Regions from separate parts of the Danio rerio genome. Here region 2 is linked to region 1. Evidence: chromatin contacts called from public Micro-C data. All regions are on one chromosome and are shown on one strand. Each heading gives the region's core, a stretch centred on a gene start, on an enhancer-like site or on the middle of the called end of the contact. The rest is flanking DNA. Distances are from core to core; before and after follow the strand shown.

Region 1 (2,849 bases), core at 253-2,752:
TTAAAAGCATTTTAAGTGTAAATAAAATAGCACTATGAACATCTAAACACATGTTGTGTTCCATACATTAAATTGGAGGATTGGAACAACATTAGTAAACAATGACAAGTTTGTCATTTCCATGTAGTTGCCAAATGAAGATTCAATATTTAAATAGAGATATTTAAGATTAAATACCGACCTTTACAAATAAAAACAAACAACAACAATAATGTCTGTTAGAACAAATACCTGATGGTTTCATAATATACAAACAACAGTATTTTAAGCTGTATGAAATAATACAACATTATATGACTCAATACTCTATTTGTTGACTTCATAACAGTCAGATCTGTAAAACCAGTATAATTACAGGTTCTCGATTCATTTTCTCTCCAACACCCTTGACTGAGCGCCAGGCAGCACATATTAGTCTGAACGACACATGCATGAGTCTTGTGTGGAGCCCAAGCAGATGAATATTTTATCCATGCGCATTCTTAAGTTATCGTCAAAATTATAAACACTTCCTGTTTAACTGCTTCCTCTTAGTGAAGATGGGAATTTACCTTAGTGTTACACAGTAGTCATACTTTTTTGGGAGCATAAATGCAGTTTGAGAACATATCAAGGCTCTTACTATGTGAACTGAGATACTTTACAAAGTTTCAATATTATAGTGAATTGCAACACATTTTATGAAAACATAAAAGACAAACAAAGTAAGGTTTTGGTTTGTTAATTATGCATCTAGCTCTAGATTTAATTAAAGATTTTGTAAGTATAATGTTTTTTAAAACAATTTTATTTCTTAAATTCTTATCACAGCCTGCGAGATGTAAGACTTAACTAATAATATATTAATATATTATAAATAATTATAAATAAAAAATATTATTATACTGTAGATAAATTAATACTACTAATAAAATATTATTAAACAATATATGAATTAATATGACTAAATATAATTAATCAAATAAATCTTTTTACTAATAATCATGCCAACATTTGTGAAATATTATATAAAATATTTTAAGGTTCTATACAGCACTTTCAAAGCATTTATAAGAATATACTGTAAATGGTTCTGCTATTGTTATAAGCTGAAGAACACTAATTTGGTGCTGTTTAGAGCCACTTTTTCTCTAAGTGTATGAACTTTAAATTTCATAAAACCATGGGTGATTAATCATTTAGCTTAGAGGTAAGAATTAATTAAAATCTGAAAAAAAAAATTTAATTTAAAAAATGTGTTTTGTTTTAGACCTTTAATAGTGTGTGTGTTTTTTAAATAAGATGCTTTTGATACAGTAATTCACAAAAAAAAGACCAGCTCACAAGACTTAAGCTACAGCAGTCTACCTCTGACAAGCCTTTGAGAGCCACATTATATTTGAAAATTATTAATTTAGAGAAATATGAATAATTCAAAAAGCAAAAAAAGTTCAACAAGGCACGGCTGGAGGTATGCCCTGAGGTTAAGAGGCACGGCTTCTAACATAAAACGAAGACGGAGAACAGGAAAATCTACTTGAAAAAAAAATTCAAAAGCTCCATCTAGAGGTGTCCTTCACTGCATTTTGACTCCAAAGCCATTGTTTTAAAATTTCCCATTTTTTTGTTGTTTACTGAATGAGGATTTCTTAAATAAGGATACAGAAATTTAAAAACCTCCGCTCTGCACCTTAATTTTACATTTCATCTTGGTAAAACTAAAAAAATTATTCATTAAGATTCACATAAAACTAGTGTATAGTATGAAGCCATCTTGAGGCCCTTGAAAGTGTGAGCACCAGGGACTCCGAGATGTATGCCTCCTAACCAATTTTACTTCTTTGTCCTCATATAATCTGGATCAGTGGTTCTCAAACGTTTTTCATCAAGTACCACCTCGGAAAAAAGTTGTCTTTGCAAGTACCACCATAATGAGCAGTTTTGAAACACAGTAGTGTATTAGGTCTAGTAAAGCAGCTTAAGCTCTGTACAGTTCAAAAGGGAGGCATATTAGTTCCTATTATTAAGAACATTTAAATTAAAATGTGCTTTTAAAAGTTGAAAATGGTAGGTTACTGTTCTTAAAAAGTAAAAAAAAAAAAAAAAAGAAGAAAAAAAAAGAAATAACTCCTGGTTTATTAGCACCTGGAAATGTTGCCCGGACCTCATAAATATAGGCTTTATGTCATCATATTCGTATATAAATCTTTTTTGATCATTTATTTAAATATATGTAGCATATTTACATATTACATATTTAATTCATCTGCATACCTTTAGAAGGAAGCCTGTGTACCACTAGTGGTACAAGTACTACAGTTTGAGAACCACTGAACTAGGTGAATCAAAGACAATAAAAATCTAAGATTTTAGTTGTTGTTATAAAAAGAAACTAAGAAAGGAATTAATTACAATAAACAATCATTCCAGAAGTTTAAAAAAACTGTATGTTTTTTCAGTAAAACATTTCAAGAAGTACGGTATGTCTCTAGACTCTAGTGCCCCTAGTTAAAATGTACAATACAATAAAAACTTACTTTAAAAAATAAAGTCCTTTGTTGACAATGACAGTTTCACAAAAACATTTAACATCTATTCCAGGTTATTTAAAGTGGATAAAGGTCTAAAGTTTCCTTTATATCAGGGCTCACCAATATCGGTCCTCGAGGGCTGGTGTCTCTATAGTTCCAACTTGCCTTCACACAACCTTACCTAAGAGCTTGGAACTCTACAGTATCTACAGCGCCCCCTAACATTTACAATTTGTCACTGTGGTTTCTACAGTTTTTGTCTGATATTCACAAATATTGGTATAGGGATTTGATTTGATGACAACAAACTATTTCACATAAACTTATTGGGTCTGCTCA
Region 2 (2,944 bases), core at 91-2,590, 120 kb before region 1:
TTGTTCATTATTATTATTATTATTTTAGAAAATAAATTATCTTATAAAATCTTACTGTAAAGTGTGATCTTTATTCCGAAGAATGTTGGCAACCAGTAGCCATTGCCGCCCATACAATGGATGTCAACGACTACCTGTTTTCAACATTTTTTCCACATCTCTCTTTAAGTTCAATTAAAGAAATAAATTCCAAACTGGTTTGAAATAAATGAGGTGAAAGATTTAGAATCATTGTAGGCATCACTAGAGTTTTATTTAGTTAAATTCAGACTTTTGAGTGAAGGTTTGCCTTAATGGGTTTGAGATCGAGTAATCCCTAAAGTGAATGTTATGATTTTATAAGCTGCAGGTTTGATAATTTACTTATATTATTACTTTTATTATATTACATATTTACTTATATTATTATATTATTATACGAGTTATATTACTTACGTGGAGCTCCTTCAGCCATTTCAAGGGCCGTGATTCCCAAAGACCACAGGTCACTCTAAAGAAGAGAAGAAAATTCATGTAAGACATGACACAAAAAAAAACTGTATAAACGATCAATGAAATCTGTTTATATACTGTATAAACGCGCATATATAAAATATAGTCCTTAAAATGACCTTGACATGCTAATCTGCAGGATGCATCCAGCTAATTTGATTAAGGGTGATGATATAACTGCTTCAGGCTCATCAATGTCAGTTAAACAGCTGCCCTTTATACTAATGCCTGTCAAATTAGAACTGCAATAATGTCCTAAACATACACACAGTCACACACGCACACACATCTCAAATGAAGCAATAAGCAATGAAAGTTTTGTGTGTATTTCTGTATAACAGTACTACCATTAAACCCATGTCATTAAGGAAAACTCCTCTTAAAAGCCGGTCACAGAAAGTAGTATAGAATTTAGGGCCTTTTTTATCATACACAGCACGTCAAACACTAAGCATCAATTTGGATAATTATAGCTGTTATTATAGAAAAAACATGTACACGCATAAGACAAAAAAACCTGCAATCATTTTCAAGAGCGATTTTACAGCTCAATATATTAAATATATCATTTTAGTTCAAATGTTTATTGACTGTTTCTTATAAAAAATATATTTTTCTAACATAAAAACCATTTGAAACCAAGTAATCTGACTATACAAAGGCTCAACTAAATTCAAAAGCCAATTCGTCTGATCACAGACTGAGATATCAGTTTTATAATGTAAAGTAGACACAGTGACTCACCTGTCCCACATTCCCTTGTTTAATGTTTCTCTCTAGAGACAAATGTAACCCCAAGTGAGCAAACAAGAAACCTGTGTGATAATCTTCAGTTTGTCTTCCATGGAAGTTCTGGCTGCCTGACAGTTTCTCTGGAACTCTTATTATAGTACAAACACACTGTGCATTGCACTGAAACCGGCTTGTAGCGTCTTGCATTTCAAAAGGTGAATGAGAGATGAAAACAGAAAAAAAAAGTCTTTCTTCCCTTAGAGGAAATACTTTCAATTACTTTCTATTATTACAATGCACTGCCCACATTCTCACAAAAGGTTCGTATTCTCGGCAAAACCACAGATTAAAAAGAAAAAAATATATATTTTATTATAGATAAAAAATAATATATTCATTCATTCATTCATTTATTTTCTTTTCGGCTTAGTCCCTTTATTAATCCAGGGTTGCCACAGCAGAATGAACTGCCACAAAATAATATAAATAAATCAAATGTAATGATTAAATACACAAAACATACAGATAAATGTGAAGATATTACCTAATTTGGTCTCCATTTTAACTACACAGATTTTTTGTTTAGTTTTTTGTTTTCATTTTTAAGTCAATGTAACCCTTATTCATGGTAGTCGCTTCCTAAATATTACTAATAAAGTGAAAAGAAATTAAAAACTGAAATAATAAATATAAAACAATTAAAACTATAATGTCAACATCTGTAAAAAAAAAAAAGTGAATCTGTAAAAAAAAGAAAAAACAATAATAATACTTTGATTATACATACAAAATACATTATTGTAATGATTAAATAGACAAAACATATATAGATGAAATATAGATAAATGTGAAGATATAAACTAATTTTGTTACTATATTTAATTGATACATATCTTTTTTAATTCCTAAAAATTAAATGTAACTCATACTTTTGTCATAATAGATGCTTCCCAAATGTAAATAATAGTAATAAACAGGGGGGAAATTACAAACAATAATGGACAATAATGTTAACATCTAAAAAAATTATTATTAATAATAATAATAATAATAATAATAATAATAATAATAATAATAAAGCTCATGTAATATTCAAATATTTTTGAAAGTCCAATCAAAGATAATTGAAAACCTCAGATTAAAAATAATACCTTAATCATAGACACAAAACAAAATAAATAATTTTAATGATAAAATAGACAAAACATATATAGATTAATATGGATAAATGTGAAGCTACAACCTAATTTAGTCCCCATTTTAACTACATACATTATTTATTTAATTTTTTTATAAGTTAATGTAACTCTTATTTTTGTCATGGTAGATGCTTCCCAAATATTATTAATGAACAGAAAAAACAATAAAAAATGAAAAAATTAACATAAAACACACAAAATAATGTCAAAATCTCAAAATATTAATGATGATAATAATAATAATAATAATAATAATAATAATAAAGACCATGTAGCATTTTTCTGAACGTTTAATTAAAGAGAATTGAAAACCTCAGATTAAAAAGAAAAACAATAATAATACTTTGATCATAGATACAAAACAAAATAAATAATTTTAATGATTAAATAGACATAAAAATAGATTAAATAATGATCAATGTGTAGATATAACCTAATCTAGTCCCCATTTTAACTACATACATTATTTCTTTTTTTTAAGTTATTTTTTTAAAACTCATTTAAAAGTCAACTATTGTACA

Evidence for each region. Hi-C and Micro-C count contacts between places; a contact is called where the count stands out from the background.
Region 2: a Micro-C map of caudal fin shows a contact between it and region 1, with 2.1 times the contacts expected there. The contact joins two enhancer-like sites. A contact is called at or near these places in 2 of 18 Hi-C or Micro-C datasets (caudal fin and an unstated tissue).

What each region holds. Positions count from the first base shown.
Region 1 is chr2:28,974,789-28,977,637 of GRCz12tu, reverse strand. All of the region lies in intron 1 of LOC141378206 (a long non-coding RNA gene), which reads right to left. Among named protein-coding and RNA genes, the nearest start is that of tnika, 19 kb to the left of the region's middle. Within about 2 kb of position 1,502, at least 2 of the 62 cell types and tissues checked have an H3K27ac peak or open chromatin away from gene starts, as enhancers often do. A contact at or near this core is called in caudal fin, where this site is marked.
Region 2 is chr2:29,098,342-29,101,285 of GRCz12tu, reverse strand. tnika (TRAF2 and NCK interacting kinase a) reads right to left here. Exons shown (of 31, transcript NM_199703.1): 8 at 436-490. Among named protein-coding and RNA genes, the nearest start is that of slc2a2, 55 kb to the left of the region's middle. Within about 2 kb of position 1,340, at least 1 of the 62 cell types and tissues checked has an H3K27ac peak or open chromatin away from gene starts, as enhancers often do. A contact at or near this core is called in caudal fin, where this site is marked.